Regions from separate parts of the Mus musculus genome. Here region 2 is linked to region 1. Evidence: chromatin contacts called from public Hi-C data. All regions are on one chromosome and are shown on one strand. The core of a region is the stretch at or near the end of the contact, and the rest is flanking DNA. Distances in the headings are between cores, read along the strand shown.

Region 1 (5,480 bases), core at 817-3,316:
CCTCTGGCTACCCCAGAGCACTTAGAGCCAGGGGCCTCAGGTGGAATGGAGGGTCTCCCTGGAAATGTGCCTGTCCTGTCTAGAGGAGGTTACCCCACCCTCCCTGAGGTGAATGAGCTGAGTCACCTGAAGCTTGAATTGTGCAATAAAACATAGGAGTAGGAAGGCAGATGGCAGAGGCTGCCAAGAGTTCATCTGTCCGTCATGGAAGACAGCGCTCACCAGTGGTTGAAACACCAAAGCCCCCAGAACCACCCAGTGTATCTCTATCTGCACCCCCGAGCTAGCATTAACACGTCCCCCAAACTACAACCTGATCAGAGCCTCCTTTCCTTGTTTTGGGATCCTGAATGGGCAAGAGTCTGTCCCCTGTGGGCCTGTCACATGAGGGTATTCCAGAACCTGTCTAGGAGATGGAGCCCTCCCAGTGTCTGGGCTGCGAGCATAAGAGCTGGCCCTGTCCTTGACTAAGCGACTGACTGACTGCTCAAGTGAGAGACTTGCCCCCACCAGAAGAGTGCTCACGTGAACCTCAGCAGTGCCCACACTATTGGAAAAAATGCTATTTTATGCAATATTCTGACAAGTGAGCCTTGGCAGTGCAGAGGAGAAACTGCTGCTGTGTGGTATTTGAGTGATTTTGCAGTAAAGAGCTGGCCTTTCTAAGCAGTCTTGTTTCTGAATCTCAATCATTTGGCTCTGGGGAAACACTACCTGGCTCCCCTTAGTCCTATGCACTGAGCATTTCAGGGTCCATGGAGCACACTTGCCTGACCAAGCAGCGAGGGAGAAGAGGTAAGTGAGGGAATGTAGGCTGCGGGCGCAGGTGGGTGCCTTTCTCTCTCTCTCTCTCTCTCTCTCTCTCTCTCTCTCTCTCTCTCTCTCTCTCTCAAACACACACACACACACACACCCTGTAAAAGCAGGACTCTGGGCATGGAGAGAGGCAAACAAGGAAACCGGGCCCTGGCACCTACACTCACGGATTAAAGACTCCAGAGGCCTGTCTACTGCTAGCCTTCCCCAGGAGCTCCAGGAGAAGCCCCCACCCCCACCAAACACCCCCACCCCCCACTGCCCCTGTTAGGACAAAAGAAGGAAACAGATTAATTCCTAGGGAAACCAGGTTGCAGAAAAATGGGACAGAAAAAGACAACATCCAGGGCTTCGTTTCCTGGCCTTGAGCGCCCTCAGCCAGTGGGTGGGTGCTCCTTGGCCATCTTTGAGGCAGGTTCTCAGGGCTCAGAGCAAAGGGAGAGGAACTGGATTTGGAGGTTGGGGGTGGCAGGCCCGGGGGAGGCGCCTGGCACTTGCGCTGCTGCTGCTGCTGTCTTTGGTTGTCTTTCCACCTTCAGCACAGTGCCTCTGAGGGCAGTTTCCCCTTTCCCCTGTCTAGAGGGGGATGGGCAAACTGGAGTTCTCATCCCCAGAAAGTGCCTCCTATAATGAAAGGAACAGGTTAATAAAATACATGCGCTCACCATCGTTGTGTTTAGTGTCTATTTCGTTTAACCGTCCCCACAAGCATGTAATGGGAGTAAATTGAGACTCATGGGTACTCCCATGTCTATACAGGCTAGCTTGTGGCACAGTTGGGCATCAGGTTGCTGTATGGACAAGGACCTGGCTGGCTGGCAGAGTGACTAGGGCAACTAGGAAAGGACAAAGGTAGAGTGGAGGGAAAGAGCTCACCCCTTCATTTTGTGCCTTCCCTAATGGATCCTAAGATACCCACCTCAGTGTGGACTTGTTAGTGGACAAAACTAGTCAAGTCAAAATATGGAAAAAGGAATTGGTGGAGGGCTGTCCAGCTGAACCCTTAGCCCTGCGACACTAGAGGAACATCGGCCTAGTGGGGGTGGGGGGCTCCCTTCTCTGCTCAGCGGCCCCTAATGGAGCATCTAGTTGAACCCCACTCTTTCTTGGAAGCCAGAGAAAATAAAAACTGGGTCTTGCCTTTGTCAGAAGTGTTCACAGGCACACCTCAGAGTGCTAAGGCTGCTTTCCCAAGAGGCAGGTAGTTTCCAAAATGGGAGGATCCCGCAACTGCACTTCGGCCGCCTGCAGAGTGGCCGGTGACTTCCTCCGACAAGGATGAGGGTCAGTGGGAGTCTAATCTGGTCAGAAGCTGAGAGAAACTGCCTCCCCCGCAGATCTCCATCCAGGCCCTGCCACCGCCTCCTCCCCGGAGACAGTCAGGTGTGGCCCAGGATCCTGGGGAAGAGGGGGGAGGGTGGCGTCTCTGCTCCTAGAGCGCTGGCCCGGCCCAGAGGGGACAGGAAGCCAGGACACCGGGGATTGTCTCTTGCAAGCACAGCCCAGTCCCGGCTTGGGAGGAAGTTCTGCCGAGCGCTCTCCGCCGGTTATATTGTTGAACAGGAAACAGGGCATCGCCGGAGCAGGGCTGTGGAGCAGGCAGCTCCGGACGCGGACCCCACGCGCGTCTGCCGGGACAAGTGGAAGCTAGGCCAGCGGGCGAAAGTTCTAAGGTGCCCGGGCCGGGCTGGACTGAGGGGGGAATGGCGTTGGGGAGGATGGCGCTGAGTATTGGGAGGGCGGGAAAGGTGCCCCCAGGTGGCCGTCCCCACCCTAGAGCCCCGCGCACCGCCTGCCCTTCTCGCTGCACTGGGGCTAGAGCAGTGCGAACCTGGAGGAGGGCCCGGAGGCCCAAACCCCGGGGAGGAGCTTTAGGTGTAGGGCTGCCTTCTGTCTGGGGGCGAGAGGTGAACCAGCCGAAGTCCCCCAGTGCTGACTTAGATATTGGTGACGCTATAGCTAGGGACGACCGGGAGCAGAAGATACAGGAGACCTACTGGCTAAGGGCGCCTTCCTCACCGCTCTCGCATCCCTCCCCTTCTCTTCGCTCACCCCAGATAATGGAAGGATCTGAGGCACAGGTCCTCTTGTCACACAACCGGAGACACAGCACTCCCCTGTCTGTGAGCGTCCCTGCAAAGGGACTCTAGTTTTTCCAGGCCCGGACAGGCTGCTCCCAGAGAGAGCCTCAGAGGGCGGAGGTGCTCCCGGAATGGGTAGTGCTCTTAATCTTGCTGTGAAGGGCTCACAGTTCGTGATTCAGGGAGCAAAAGGCCCCGCTCGGAATGTGCATGCCAGGACAAGACAGCCAACTCCGCCGGGCATTCCCAGAGCATCGCGCCCGCGGAACGCCAGGTCCTCTAGGACAACAAACCCCTCTGAGCGTTGAGGGGGTGGGGGGGAGCAGGGCCTACTGACTCTTGGGCTCTGCTCGCCTATCCATCAGCACCCCTTCCACTCAGCCCCTTCCCCATGCCTTTTTTTTTTTTCCTGGAGACCTCAAGGGCTCCAGCACAGACATTATGGCTTCTCCGCATCCTCTCAGACAAGCTGTATTGGGGACTAGGAACAGCCCTACTAAGTGTCGGTCTCCGCCTCTCCTCCCAGTGTCTCCTGTTTCGCGCTGTTTCTTCAGTCTCGGTCCTTGGAAGTCCCTCCCACAGATATGGTAGAGGCCTAGTCTGCTTCCCTCCGTCAGCCCCGCCCATGGGCAGCCTGAGATCCTCCCAGCTAACGTGAGTGCACGGTTGGGGTCCTGGGAAAGGGGGCGTAACCCAAGGGTACACACTTCTAGGATTCTGCTCGGCCAGCTCTGGTCTGCCATTTTACCATCTCTCGGGTCAGGATGCTCAGTGACTAAGTTTACACCCCTTCCATCATCAAGGAACTCTTGAAAAAAGAAATCAGCCTTAGCAAGACGGTGGACACCCCGCTGCTGGTCCCCAGGCCACCTTGTAGGGCAATAAACGGAGTGGTCATTGTAAGGTTTTGGAGTGACCAGTACTTCCGGAGTAGGCCACCTGCTTCACTTTGTTGAAGACACACAGTTGGGATTGTTCACGCGCGCACACACACACACACACACCAGGCACCAGACAAAACTAGCATTGGTGGGGGGGGGGGGGGTCGCGTTATAATGATCACTCCAAAGAGATTTAGAGGACCCTGGTGACACTGTTGCAATGCATTCCCTAGAAGCTACCCCCCCCCCCCCGGACAGGCACTCCTTGTAGGGAAGGACCCCTAGGCAGGTGAAGAGACCAGGAAGCCTCTTAAGAGGCTGCCGAAGAGCTGGCGTGCAGGGGGCGGTGCTGGCCCTAATGGGCGGGCCAGACTTCACGGTTCACGTGTGCGACGAAGCCACTGGGAAAGGGAAGAGAAACCCAGAGAACCGGTTCTCCAACCTTAGCTGTCCAAGCCCCTACGTCAAAATCACCGGATTAAATAAGACAGGGACACTTCTAAGGTAGAACAACTTGGGGGCTGCCCTAGAGCCTGCGCCCCGTCGTTAATCTCGCCCACCTAGAGGGCAAACTCCTAAAGGGAGGGGGTACTTAAGAGCTTTCCACGGATTCCCTGCAGGCTGGAGGCGTCAGGGTGTGGCGAGACGGGGGGCAGAAGAGCGACGGGAAAGGGGCCTTAATTCCCAATTCGCCAACCGGGAAGATGAGGTTCCCCTAACCTTCAGGCAAATGTGCTATCTATCTTGCAGTCACCGCAAATCTTTAAGCCAAGGTTTCCCCCAGAGTAAAGTTGGATTCCTATATCACCCTCAAGTTCTCACCAAGGGATGACAGGGAGACACATATCTCACAATCAACGACACAGAATGGAATCTTAAGCATGGGAACTTTGAAGATGATTTTATCCACGTCCCCATTTCAGAGAAGGAAAAACTGAAGCCCGAATGCAGTGGGCGTGGGCAGGAGCGGGACTCGAACCCTTGTCTTTGAGCCCCGGACTCCATGCTCTTCCCCGCTGCGCAGTCCTGACCTTGGCGGCTCCTTTTCTTGTTGCCTGCAGAAAAGCGCGGTGGTCGCGATGGCGGCGGACGTCGAGGGGGACGTGTACGTGCTGGTGGAACACCCCTTCGAGTACACCGGCAAAGACGGGCGCCGCATCGCCATCCAACCGAACGAGCGTTACCGACTGCTGCGCCGCAGCACCGAGCACTGGTGGCACGTGCGGCGGGAGCCCGGGGGTCGCCCCTTCTACCTCCCCGCGCAGTACGTACGCGAGCTGCCCGCGCTCGGCGACCCTGCCCCGGCCCCGCAGCCTTCCGTACCGCAGCAGCGCCCCGCAGTCCCGGAACCTCTGGCCTACGACTACCGCTTCGTGAGCACCCCGGTGGGCGCCGATGGGTCCTCTGCCGAGCCCCGGGGCCGCGCCAGCTCCCTGTGTGGCCCTGCACGACAGCGCACCGGTGGCCAGCGCAACAGCCTGGCTCCGGGAGGGCCCGCCTGCCTTTACGTGCGGCCCGCGGCGCCTGTGCGACCGGCGCAGTCCCTGGATGACTTGGCGCGCGGCGGTACCGCGCCCCCTGCCGGCCTCCTCGGCAGCGCGGGCCACTTCAAGGCCTCCAGCGTGGCGGGCTCCTGGGTTTGTCCCCGGCCCCTGGCGCCTAGCGACTCGGAGAATGTCTACGAGGCCATTCCGGACTTGCG
Region 2 (5,480 bases), core at 1,283-3,782, 580 kb before region 1:
CTCTTTAGGGACCATGCAGGGTGTCTCTGTCCTCAGCTCCTTTAGAACAAACTCAGTGGATCTCACAAAACAGGGGAGAAAATGGGAAAACCATTCAGGTAAGAATAGTGGGCTTTGAGATCACTGGACCCATGGAATGTTTTACAGAGACACCGGTGGGATTTGCTTTTGTTGTAAAGAGGTCTTATGTTGAAGCTTATGAACACATAAGCTCATATGTGACTTGACAACCAATGTCAGCATTGTCACCAAGTTCTGGATCTTCTAAAGAACCTCTTCTTTGGGGATTTTTTTTTTTTTTTTAATTAGCTGTCGTTACCAAGACATGTTCTCCTAAGGAATGATACTGATGATATTTTGTGTTAAGAGCGGGTTTAGTTCCCCCTGTTTAGAACAGAGCCTGGAATGGATGCATTACACTCGGTAAGCTATTGCGGAACAAACCAGCTCCTTTGAAGTATAGTTCAGAATTACTGTTATCTCCTCAACTGAGCCGTCAGATACTCCTAAGTAATACTGTTGCTTCTTGTATTATCCTAACTGTTCATAACGTAGAACTAATGTAAACAACCACTTGGCTCTAATATAACTCTTTTTCTCTACCTGTAGATAAATTGAGTCTTTTTTTATTATTATTATTTAGCCTTCAAATCAGTTTAGAGTGAATTAAACAATATAAGTTTAATTCGTGTTTGCTAAATTAAGTGATGTGGTATATTGAGTATTACTATATACACAGTGCTTGTATTCTAATGTGTGTGTCTGTGTGTGTGTGTGTGTGTGTGTGAGAAATAATTCAATACATTTTGATCATGGTTTTCCCTCTTCCAGTTCCCCCAGATCTTCCCCACCCACCCAACCCTACACTCTTTCTTTCTCTATTTAGAAAATAAACAGGCAAACAAAAGAAACAAATCATAATTAAAAGAAAAAGGACGCCGGGCAGTGGTGGCGCAGGCCTTTAATCCCAGCACTTGGGAGGCAGAGGCAGGCGGATCTCTGAGTTCGAGGCCAGCCTGGGATACAGAGTGAGTTCCAGAACAGCCAGGGTTACACAGAGAAAACCCTGTCTCCAAAAACCGAAAAGAAAAGAAAAGAAAAGAAAAGAAAAGAAAAGAAAAGAAAAGAAATACACACACATAAATAAAACCCACTCAAAACTCATAAGACACAAACTAAATATATATATATATATATATATATATGGCAAATGGGTAGTAGAACAAATGATGCCCAAACAAGGCCCTGTGAGACAAAGAGTCTACAAAAATACTATTGAGTTCACTTTGTGTTGGCCATCTGCTGTTGTTCATAGGGTCTACACATAAGTGTGCTTAATATATCTATTAAGACTTTTTTTGGAGGAAATATAGTTGTTGTGTTTTTTTTGCAAGTGGATGTCAGTTGAAAATAGCTTCTTGGTTAGGGATGGGAGCCTGTGTCCATGTCCCTCTCTCAGTGCTGAGAACCTGTCTGGCTTGAATCTGTGAAGGCCCTGTGGAGGCTGCCATGGTCCCTGTTTGTTTGTATGTGTGTCAGTAGCTTAAAAAAAACATAATGTGTTGTTTTATGTGTATATGTTTTGTCTGCATATGTTTCTGTGCACTACATGTATCCCTGGGGAAGCCAGAAGAGGGGCCTCAAAACGCCTGGAACTGGAGCTGTAGACAGTTGTGCCTGTGGTGGGAATTGAACTCAGGACCTCTGGAAGAGCAGCCAGTGCTCTTAGCTACTGAGCCATCTCTCCAGTTTATGTATCCTGAGTACAACAATTCTCAGAGTGTTGTGCAGACCAGCGTGGTCAGCATCACCTGAGAACTGGCCAAGAAAGAGCTCCTCGGGCTTGCTTCAGGCCGAGTCCCAGACTCCGCCCTCCCCTTCAGCAGATGCTCCAGGTAGCTCTGCTTCCTGAGAAGGTGGAGAACTGTTGACTCTGCATCTTACTTCTCCAAGGTGGTCCCTTGGGAATTGTTGAAGGTCCTTTCTTTTTTTGTTGTTTAATGGATCTGCAATCTTGATATTTATAAACTTCAAGGTCGTCTTTTCTCCTCTCTAAATTCTCTGCTGGCATTCAGTTTTTCAGATAGCTGAGAAGTTGTAGTTATTTCTTACACTATATTGAATTAGCTCCTCCCATCCATCTTCCCACACAAAAAGTTTTAAGTGCTAGGTAAAGTGCTCAGGGCTGGAGAAATGGCTTAGCGGTTATGATCACTTGCTGTTCTGTTGGAGGACCCAAGTTTGGCCAGCGTCCGTATCAGGTAGTTCACAAGCGCCTGTGACTCCATTCCAGGGAATCTGATGCTTGCTTCTGGCCCTAGCAGACTCCTGTACACATGTGGCACACACATATACATAAATAATAATAAGACTAAATCTTAAAACTACTTGAATTCAAGCTGTAACTGGCTAGAGCTTAAGGAGTAATCAGGTCAGAACCTATGTGCAAGTGGGGATTAGACACCGAGTGCCTTTGCCTCCAGAGAAGCTTGGCGACCGGAGGTAAACATTGGTGGTTTTGGTAGAATCCTCTTAGTAAAGATCGTACCTCCAGGGGATACACCTTATAATAAATGTCAGCTAGGAATTAACTTGTTCCATCCAGGGAAACGAAAGGAAAATTTCCTGTCACACTTTGGTGCTGGGTCAAACAAAAACAAAATCCTCTTAACTTTTTTTTTCCTCATTGTATCACCTTGAAGTCTGGGCTTCTGATTTCATACCACTTGGTTGGTCTGAAACTCCTAAGCTAGTAGTTAGGTGTGCCCAATAGTGGCAGCACCTCCATGCCCCGCCCAGTAGCAGTGAGCAGAAAGCTGCTTGGAAGAACTCATCTTCCAAGAGCCTCAGGACTCAGAAAGTTCCTAAAAAGGAACTTGAAACATAAACACACACACACACACACACACACACACACACACACTCACAGAGTCACAAATGACACAGTCAAAACTCCACAAATGAGAAGTCAGCAGAAGCAGTAAAGAGATGGGTTGGAGAGCTGATGCCATGGCTCCATGGGTTAAGGCGCTGGCTGCCAAGCCTGATGGCTCCGGAGTTTGATCCCTAGGACCTAGACGGTAGAAGGAGAGAACTGAACCGAGTCCTACGTGACTGTCCTCTGACCTCCTCAAGATGAGGTGCACATAGTAAATAGATAGGGAGAGGCAGGCTTCAACTCTTGAGAATGCTTGAGTCCAAGCCTGGCCTGGTCTACATAGTGAGTTCCAAACCAGCCAAGGTTACATTGTGAGACCCTGTCTCAAAATAGCAAACAAAACAAAACAACAACAACAAAAAAAAAACACCCCCCCAAAAAAAACAAAAACAAAAAACCCCAAACCACCACTATCACAGACAAACAAACAAACAAACAAAAAAGGAGATGGGATTTTCAAAGGCTTCAGATACTGAAATTAGCTGATTGTCCTGGAACTCACTCTGTAATATCTACAGAGTGGTTGGTCTCAAACACAGAGATCTGCCTGCCTGTCTCCCAAATTTTTATACAATATATTCTAATCACACTTTCCTCCTCTGTCAACTCTTCCCAGATCCTCTCCACTTCTCCACACATCAAATTCTACACTCTCCTTAGAAAACAAAACCAAGGAACATACTGAAAAACCCAAAACAAAACAAAAACCCCCATAACTGCCCCCCAGAAGTCAAAATATACTAGCAAAAACCAAACACCAAAAAAAAAAAACAAAAAAAAAAAAAAACAAAACCAAAATTAGACAAAAAAGTCAATGAAAATACAATTGAGTTTACTTTGTATTGACTAACTACTTGTGGCCAGAAAAAATAAAATATTTGAAAAAAAATTTATTTGGGATTCCAAGGTTGTGGAAAGCAATGGAAAGGTCCTGAGAACACAGAAGGCAGAGAAGGGCGCTCAGGCTAGTCAGGCCCCTGGAGAGGAACTGTGAGGAAGCCATCATCTGAAGAGAGACCGCCAAAGAACCTATCGTTCTGCCCGTTCCGAAAGTCTAAAGAAGCCAGGTGTGGTGGCTCCAGTCCTAGCTGCGGGGGCAGAGGATTGCTGTGACTCTGAGACCAGGCTGGGCTACATAGCAAGAGACTGTTTCAAAACAAGAGCAATGGCAGTGCTAGTAATCAAAAGAAGTCAGCGGGGTCGTGTGGACGTTTAGCGGCTAGAACTAAGCATACGATGGCCGCTGCACCTGAGTGAATGGGGTGAGGGTTGGCGTAGACTCAAAACACTTTATGATGCTCTCCTCAGAAAGGAGTGAGAGCTTCTTGGATAGCTTTAGGTTTTATATATATATATATGTATATATGTATGTCTATCTATATATATAGATCTCTCTCTCTCTCTCTATATATATATATATATATATAGATAGATAGATAGATAGATAGATAGATATAGATAGATATCCAGAGTAACCACAGAAGTAATAAAAATATGAATAATAATGGGAAATTAAATTAAAAAGATTTTTTAAAGTAGAAAAATAAATATAGAAAAAATGCAATCAAGAGGAGTCAGAGTGATAAAAATAAAATAAATAGAAGCAGAGGCAGGTGTGGTGGTACGTGCCTATAATCCCAGCACTCAGGAGGCTAAGGCAGGAGGATTGAGAATTTGAGGCTAGCTTAGGCTCTGTACCAAGATCCTGTGTCAAACAATACTCACAAAATATAAATAAACAAATTCTACAAATTCATTCAAAAGAAAAGAATTCATCTTAGATTCTTAAAGAGTATATTGAAAAAATTCTAAGCTCGGCAACTATTTATTTGCTTATTTAGTCATTCATTCATTCATTCATTCATCCATTCACTTCCTCATCTATCTATCTATCTATCTATCTATCTATCTATCTATCTATCTATCTGTCAATCTATAATCTGTCTGTCTGAAATAGGTTTCATTATGTAGCCCTGAGTGACCTCAAACTTGCTTATGTAGAACAGGCTGGCTTTGAACTCACAGAGATCAGCCTGCTACTACCACCCACTGCTGGGATGAAAGGCATGCATCAACTGGGCCTGGCTCCCAGCCATCATTTTTAGGTTAGTCACTAAAGATACAGCTAAAAAGCAAAAATGTAAAAGATAAAAAAAGAAAAGGTCTCATCAGATAATTCCGGAACAAAAGAGAGGTAAAATAGCTACAGTAATACCAGACAGGATGAACTTAAAACAGAAGGGACAGAGCGGCCTCTGGCAGCAGTGGTTCGGTTATCCAGAGATAAAACAGTTCTACGTGTGTGTGCATCTAATTGCCTCCATATACAAACCAGAAAGCGATGGAACTGAGCAGGCCAGGAGGACAGGGGAAATCACAGGGACAAGAGAGGAGCCTTCTCACCTTAAAGTCTGCTTCTTTCTCACCAGCAAGAATTTCAACACAGTTGATAAAATGTTCAGAGAAGGCCTACATGGAGACAAAGCCTTTTGTATAGAGGTATTACAGATACTGCTAATATTGTGGGAACCTTGCATAAGGC

The links. A called contact is a pair of places that touch in the nucleus more often than the background predicts.
Region 2: a Hi-C map of rod photoreceptor shows a contact between it and region 1, with 5 times the contacts expected there. The contact joins the enhancer-like site here to the promoter of Arhgap27 in region 1. A contact is called at or near these places in 7 of 39 promoter capture datasets (the 3T3-L1 cell line, cranial neural crest, hippocampal neurons and 3 more), 3 of 484 Hi-C or Micro-C datasets (embryonic stem cells and rod photoreceptor) and 3 of 115 datasets of contacts at active chromatin or transcription factors (embryonic forebrain, embryonic stem cells and stem cell-derived neural progenitor cells).

What each region holds. Positions count from the first base shown.
Region 1 is chr11:103,360,278-103,365,757 of GRCm38.p6, reverse strand. It overlaps Arhgap27 (Rho GTPase activating protein 27), which reads left to right and starts at 2,066. Exons shown (of 18, transcript NM_001205236.1): 1 at 2,066-2,489; 2 at 3,424-3,551; 3 at 4,840-5,480. The coding sequence starts at 4,858. It overlaps Plekhm1 (pleckstrin homology domain containing, family M (with RUN domain) member 1), which reads left to right. Exons shown (of 12, transcript NM_183034.2): 12 at 1-1,483.
Region 2 is chr11:103,943,518-103,948,997 of GRCm38.p6, reverse strand. All of the region lies in intron 1 of Nsf (N-ethylmaleimide sensitive fusion protein), which reads left to right. Among named protein-coding and RNA genes, the nearest start is that of Nsf, 7.8 kb to the left of the region's middle. Within about 2 kb of position 2,532, at least 3 of the 459 cell types and tissues checked have an H3K27ac peak or open chromatin away from gene starts, as enhancers often do. A contact at or near this core is called in rod photoreceptor, where this site is marked.